Linked DNA regions of Mus musculus: region 2 is linked to region 1. Evidence: chromatin contacts called from public HiChIP or PLAC-seq data. All regions are on one chromosome and are shown on one strand. Each heading gives the region's core, a stretch centred on a gene start, on an enhancer-like site or on the middle of the called end of the contact. The rest is flanking DNA. Distances are from core to core; before and after follow the strand shown. Region 1 holds the start of Mthfd2 (methylenetetrahydrofolate dehydrogenase (NAD+ dependent), methenyltetrahydrofolate cyclohydrolase). Region 2 overlaps M1ap (meiosis 1 associated protein).

Region 1 (3,339 bases), core at 717-3,216:
CTCAGACCCAAAATTAAAAAAATGAAAGTAAATTCAACACCTGTGCACTTAGTTTAGATGTGACATGCTTCCACAGATGTGCGCTGGGATTTTCCACTAAAATGACAGACTAGAAAGAAGTCCAATAAAGGTCAAAACTAAAACCCAAGTCAGACATATTTATTTTCCTCTTAAACCAACAGTTATTGATTTTACAGTCAATAAGTATCAGGAAAGCTTTTCAGCTCCCGACCAAGTTATTTTGGGAAAAGTTCTGCTACTTAATTGATGGACCGGCAACGAGAAAGACAGAGAGAGGAATGAAACCAATATCGACTGAACAATAGATATTTTGCCATCCCCTTTCCATAAATTAATCTTGGTTCTTCGGCTTACCATAAAAACCCTGCTGAATGCAGCAAAGATGGATGATAGTAAGAAACAAGCTGTAAGTGTAAACAGCTGCCACCAAGTCCATTTACTCTCCCGCCCACCGTCTCCCAGGCAACAGTACTCTTCCCTCCAGCCCCGGAGTTTATGTTCCTGAAACCCTGGGTCGGCAAGGCAGGCACTGCAATTATCAAATGTGCAGGACGGCGAACACAGATCGACTTCAGAGATACGAAGCCCACACTTCTCAGAAAAGCATGCAAGAGTAAACCCGGAGAAGGAGCAAAGTGGTCCAGTTTTTTTGGGTAATGAATTACAGGATCTTTTCAGTTAGCAAAGTCTCTGACACGTGTGGTCCACAGACATATGGAGCCAGAACTCAGGAAGAGGAAAGGAAGAACAGGGAAATAAAAGGTGGAATTCAATGTGGGAGGTCAGGATCTGATCTTGGAAAACCCTTTCAAGTCCTGCAAAACCTCAGGATCCAGTGCACCAACATGCAAGGCTCCAGAAATATTTTTATTGCCTTCCACCTAGTATTCACAACCCCTCTAGGACTCTTCTTCCTAGGCACAGAAATTGGAGTTTGAGGCCAAGAAAGACCCAATAAATCAATTATCCCCCGAAAGAAGTGCATAAAACTTTTCTGCCTTCCTCATTAGTTTGGTTTTTTTCTTTTCCCAGTCAACTTACTTTGGGGGCTGAGAGGCCTTCATATATTTCAACTTTTAAAATTATGAAAAAATATGTATACGATTTTTACCATTGTGACTTTTTTAAAATTAGGCTGGTCTCTAACTCACTCTATAGACCAAGTTGGCTTTGAACCGCAGTAATCCTCCTGCCTCACAAGCAATCTCACCGCGCCCGGCTCTGGCAATTTTAAAGCGTACGGTTTATGTGGTATTAAACACTCACAGAATGGTGTGACCACCACAGTGGTCCACGTGCAGATCGGAAGCTCCAACACCCTAGCTCCCTCTAAAACAATGCACCCTACTCCCAGCAGCCCCCAGCAACTTCTGGGGCATGTATCATTTTAGGTTGCCAAGGCTAGAACTGGTGGGCTCCAGAGTGGACTGCGAAGGGCCACCATCAAGCTGGGGCATCTTGCGAACCACACCCACCCGGGAGGAGGGAAGTTGGTACCCTTGGAGCAAGCCGGCTCACAGATTTCATCAGACTGCAGCAACCCGGGCTGCCGCTAGGGTCCGGGAAGGGCAGACCTCTCCGCACCCATCTCTGCAGTGGCAGAACAGTGTCCCCTGCCAAGCGTCCGCATCTCCACGTGCACCCCGGTGCCACGTTGCCCCGCCACACCTCTCCGTTGGGGGCTGGCCCCGAGGCCGGGTGATGCTTGGGAAGGATATCTGTCCACGCCGCGCTCCGCAACCCCACGGACTCGCTCCCCGACACACTCACCGCACTGCCGCCAGGTGGAAGGGCTGTAGGCGGGGGTGGCAGCCGTGCGTGGGGCGCAACAACCGCACAGCCAACGCAGACAACAAGGAAACTGAAGCCATGGCTCGCGCCGGTGCCCGCGCCGGAGAGAAGCGCGCGCGCGGGCCACGAAGCTATACCCCGGGCCCACGAAAGCCCCGCCTCCCGCGCGCCCATTGGCCCCTGAGCCGGCGTAGGAGCCAATAGGAGATCTCAGTTCTACGTAAGCTGGTCCAGGAGCAGGTCCTGATTGGCTGAAGGAGTCAAGCCCCTGACTGAGGAGAGGCAGCAGTGGTCCCTCAGCTAGGCCAACTGAATCTGGGGTTCATTCATTCATTCATCAAACAAAAATCTGAACCAGCTACTGTGTGCTGAGAACCCCTGAAAGGCACTAAAAAAAAATTTTTTTTTAAAAGGAGAAATCATCATTTGGCAAAATCATACTAAAAATTGATCTGGAATCACCCAAGGATGTCAAAACAGCAGGGTGAAACCTGAAAAAGGAGCAAGATATTTACTTGTAGTTTTGCCATATAGAGGCCAGTAAGATGACTCAACAGTTAAGATTACTTACCGCTCTTACAAATTGCCCAAGTTCGATTCTGATCCTTCTAGTGACTCAAAACCTCTTGTAACTCCCGCTCCTCCTACAACACCAGCTCTGGAGGATCAGACACTTCTGGCCTCTAAGGGCACCCCCAGGCACACGTCATACACACACACACACACACACACACACACACACACACACACACACACACGCATGCACACAGACACTTTCTGGCCTCCAAAGCCCCCCCCCCCCCACCATGGACACATGCAATGTACATATAAATTAAAACGAAGCTTTTATAAAAAGTTAACCAGGAGCTTTTACATGTACCTTTGTGTGTGTGTGTGTGTGTGTGTGTGTGTGTGTGTGTGTATACATATATATATATATTCATGTGTATACGTATACTGAAAAGAACAGCAGGTTCTCTTAATTGCTGAGTCTTCTCTCTAGCCCTCTACTCTTAAAAAAAATCAAGTTAACATTACCATTCATGGGACAAACATTTTGTGGCCTTGCTATGAGGCATTTACCAAAATATTTCACTTGATAATTCTAAACAAATCTGAAATTTTAATGTAGTGACTTTCTTAAACCAGGAGGACTCCACTAGTGGTTAGTCTTCCATGGATTTAGAGTCACCTCCTGGGAGACAGCACTTCTGGGTGTGTCTGTGAGAGGTGCAACTAAAGAGGAAATGTCCACCCATCCCATGGACTGGGGACTGAGGATCAGTAAAATGGAGGAAAGGAGGAAGCCTGCCTGTGCTCCCCCCTCTCTGTTTCCCAGTGCAGAGATGTGAGCCAGCAGCCTCAGTCTCCTGCTGCCACAGCTGGGAGCTGCTCTTTGTCCCCCACAATGGGTTGTGTATCCCCAAACCGCCCATAGTACAACTGTGTCTTCCCTTAGGTTCCCTTGTCAGGTAAGGGTCAGGTAATTTGGTTTTGTGTACATTTATGCATATATATATATATATA
Region 2 (3,329 bases), core at 377-2,876, 330 kb before region 1:
CTAGGTTATGTGTAACCTAAGCTGCCCTAAAAAAATCACATTCTCCTATGTCAATCTCAAATGCTCATCATAAATGAGATTACAATTACTATACCTAGCTCACTTTTTAAAATTAATCTGATGAACTAATCCCATGCAAAGTGTATATGCACTCACACGCTCATGTGCATGTGCACATTGAAATTAAGGTGCATGTTAAAGCCAAGGGTGCAAAGATGACTCATAAAGTTGTTAAATAAGACAGTATTGGAGGGGCTGGAGAGATGGCTCGGCTGTTAAGAGCACTGACTGCTCTTCCAGAGGTCCTGAGTTCAGTTCCCAGCAACCACGTGGTGGTTCACAACCATCTGTAATGGGATCAGATGTCCTCTTCTGGGGTGTCTGAAGACAGCTACAGTGTACTCACATAAAATAAATAAATCAATCTTAAAAAAAAAGACAGTACTTGGGCTTATCATATGCTCAATCACACATCCTTTGTTTCATATGCATGATGCTCTGGGTTTAACACACAGCACTGCAGAAAATAATATGTAGTGTCATACTGACACAGGAATAGACCATTTGTCCTGTCCAGAACTTATTACTGAGCCCAGAAGCAGAAAGTCACATGAAAACATAATGTGTGGTGTGGCTGCCATGGAAAAACAATGAAAATAGATTAGTGTAGTTACTAAATCATGCTGGAACGATCATTGATCCTTCAGGAAAAAAGAGAAGTTGGATCTCTACTTTATAAAACCTAAATATGAGAGAGAAAACTTTTAGAAGAGAATGTATAAGAAAAAACTTAATGACTGTAGGTGAGGAGAAGGAAGAATTTCATATGAGACACAAAGTCTGCTAGCTACAGAAGACTGAAGAAGCATCCCTATAGTAAAATCAGAATTCCTGTTTGTCAGAAGACACCATGGAAAAGGGAGTCAGAAAAACCACACCTACAGCTCTCACTCAAGTAACCAGCGAGAAGTTGCTGTCTGGAATGCAAACGTTGTAACATCATCATAAAGTGGAGCACCACAGCTGAGAGGAACGATGCTCATGAATGTTTATACGGGGGGTGGGGGGTGTTGGGGGGGTGGGGAGAGGCAGGCCACTCATGGCATATAGAAGACTGTGCTTCTTACAAAGCTCCAGGAAGTTAAAGCAATGAAATATTACTTAAAGCAGTAACCTTTTTAAAAGAGAAAGAATGATAAGGAAGTTCAGCATAGCAAGGCTTCCTCTGAGGAGGAGGGAAGAGCACACAGACATGTCGTGCTATTCATGACATTCTGTATCTCAAGTTAACAAAAGAGATTCATGATGTCTGCTTATGGCTGAGCTTTTAGAGCTTACAAGGGCACACCTGATACGTCTTCATTTGCATACGATAAAATTTTTATACTAGTCTTCTAAAGAATGGATAAGTAATAAATATGCCAAAACTCGGGAGGTCACAGTGATCAATATACTTTGGCATCCAGACAGCATCTGTCCAGGTTGACAACCGTCTGCACTGATTGGGTATGTGAGTCTTGAAGCAGTTACAAATCAGCTTAACGAGGCTGTCAGCGAGCCTACAGTTCTCAGCCGTGTACACAAGGATATCAGGTTCCTTTGCTAAGTGCTCACAAACCATCTGTTTAAAATTTCCTCCTAGAGTTTACCAGGGATCGATGTCAAGATCCTTGGAAAGGCAGCCTATCCACATGTGTTCTCAGGAAATACCAAATGTTAACAATCCAAACAAAGAAGATGGAGATTCATTGCTCCTTAGAAGAGTCCAGAAAGAAGTAGGGGTAGGGGATTGGAGGGTCCCCTCTGTACTTTAAGCAGTTGTCAGACTCTGATGTCTTACAAAATAGGCCAGATGAGCAGCTGCGCATCGAGTTTGTCTTGGATAACTGCATTAAAGTCGTTTTCCTGTGGCATTAAGTCTAAATTAGAAGCTCTGTTGTGTTTGCTACCTAAAGATTTTTAACCCAGACAGACATGTGTTTCATTAAAAGAAGCCGTGATCTCAGAAAAATAGCATCCCCTCCTTTTATACTTAAATGAAGTGATAGGAATTTAGCAGCATATCTGAAATTACTTGAAAATGGCGATTTTTTAAAGTTTGTTCTTGCCGGGTTGAGGAATAGTCTACATACCAGAAGTTACATGCATTCAACATGTACAGCTCAGTGAGTTTTCACAGTCCTGTACCCCTACAGATCATCACCCCAGTCAAGATATAAAATCCTTGCATTGTGCTCAAAGGCCCCTCCTCCCCTACACACACACACACACACACACACACACACACACACTCAATCCCACCCTCCGCCCTTTACTTCCCATTTTACAAAAGTAGAATCATACTATATATATATATATATATATATATATACTTTTGTGTCTGACCTTTTTCATTCAGATGTTGAGATTTGTCCATGGTGTTTATAACAAGTCTTTATTGTTGAATAGTAATATTTTACATAAATAATTTGTTTAACTATTCACCTGTCAATGGACACTTTGGTTTTCTATTTTTGACTATGAGTAAAACTGGTATAAATGCCTACACACAGATCTTTCCAGGCATGGATGCTTTCATTTCTCCTGAGTCCTTATCATTTATCTTTTCTAATACATGTACTTTCAATTCATTTGTGGATTTGTATTTAAAGTATATTGAGCCAGGCATGGTGGCAAGGCCTTTAATCTCAGCACTTCATAGGCAGAGGCATGTGGATCTCTGAGTTCAAGGCCAGCCTATCTACAGAATGGGTTCCAGGACAGCCAGAGCAACACAGAGAGACTCTATCTTGAAAACCAATAAGAATAAGAATAAGAAAATTTGGGCTGGTGAGATGGCTCAGTGGGTAAGAGCACCCGACTGCTCTTCCAGAGGTCCGGAGTTCAAATCCCAGCAACCACATGGTGGCTCACAACCATCCGTAACGAGATCTGACTCCCTCTTCTGGAGTGTCTGAAGACAGCTACAGTGTACTTACATATAAATAAATAAATCTTTAAAAAAAAAAAAAAAGAATAAGAAAATTTGTTGTAGACAACATATTATTTATTTATTCTGATAACCTCTAAGTTTTACTTGGAATGATACTCCATTAATAATTATTTAAGTGTTGATATGGTTAGTTTCATGTCTATTGTTTTATTCTGTTGTTTGTTAATTCTGTTTGATTGGTCTTTTTTTCTCCTGCTTTCCTGCCTTTGAGGGGTGTTCAAATATTTGTAAGATTTGGGGCTAGAGAGATGGCTCAGCAGTTAAAAGCTTTTGATGTTCTTTCAAAGGACCCAGGTTCAGTTCCTGCAGCTACAACAGGTGACTTACAACCACTTGT

What was found. HiChIP or PLAC-seq counts read pairs in DNA pulled down with a chosen protein or histone mark.
Region 2: an H3K4me3 HiChIP or PLAC-seq map of embryonic limb bud shows a contact between it and region 1, with 4 times the contacts expected there. The contact joins the enhancer-like site here to the promoter of Mthfd2 in region 1. A contact is called at or near these places in 9 of 39 promoter capture datasets (the 3T3-L1 cell line, the C10 cell line, the HPC-7 cell line and 6 more), 1 of 15 datasets of contacts at CTCF or cohesin (pro-B cells), 7 of 484 Hi-C or Micro-C datasets (the Ba/F3 cell line, bone marrow, bone marrow-derived macrophages and 4 more), 17 of 115 datasets of contacts at active chromatin or transcription factors (the 230-238 cell line, the SCID.adh cell line, Th17 cells and 13 more) and 4 of 9 other capture datasets (adipose tissue, bone marrow-derived macrophages, liver and 1 more).

Annotation. Positions count from the first base shown.
Region 1 is chr6:83,315,638-83,318,976 of GRCm38.p6, forward strand. Mthfd2 (methylenetetrahydrofolate dehydrogenase (NAD+ dependent), methenyltetrahydrofolate cyclohydrolase) reads right to left here and starts at 1,967. Exons shown (of 8, transcript NM_008638.2): 1 at 1,792-1,967. The coding sequence starts at 1,892.
Region 2 is chr6:82,986,030-82,989,358 of GRCm38.p6, forward strand. The region is part of intron 4 of M1ap (meiosis 1 associated protein); the gene reads left to right. Among named protein-coding and RNA genes, the nearest start is that of Gm32644, 35 kb to the right of the region's middle. Within about 2 kb of position 1,627, at least 22 of the 459 cell types and tissues checked have an H3K27ac peak or open chromatin away from gene starts, as enhancers often do. A contact at or near this core is called in embryonic limb bud and second pharyngeal arch cranial neural crest, where this site is marked.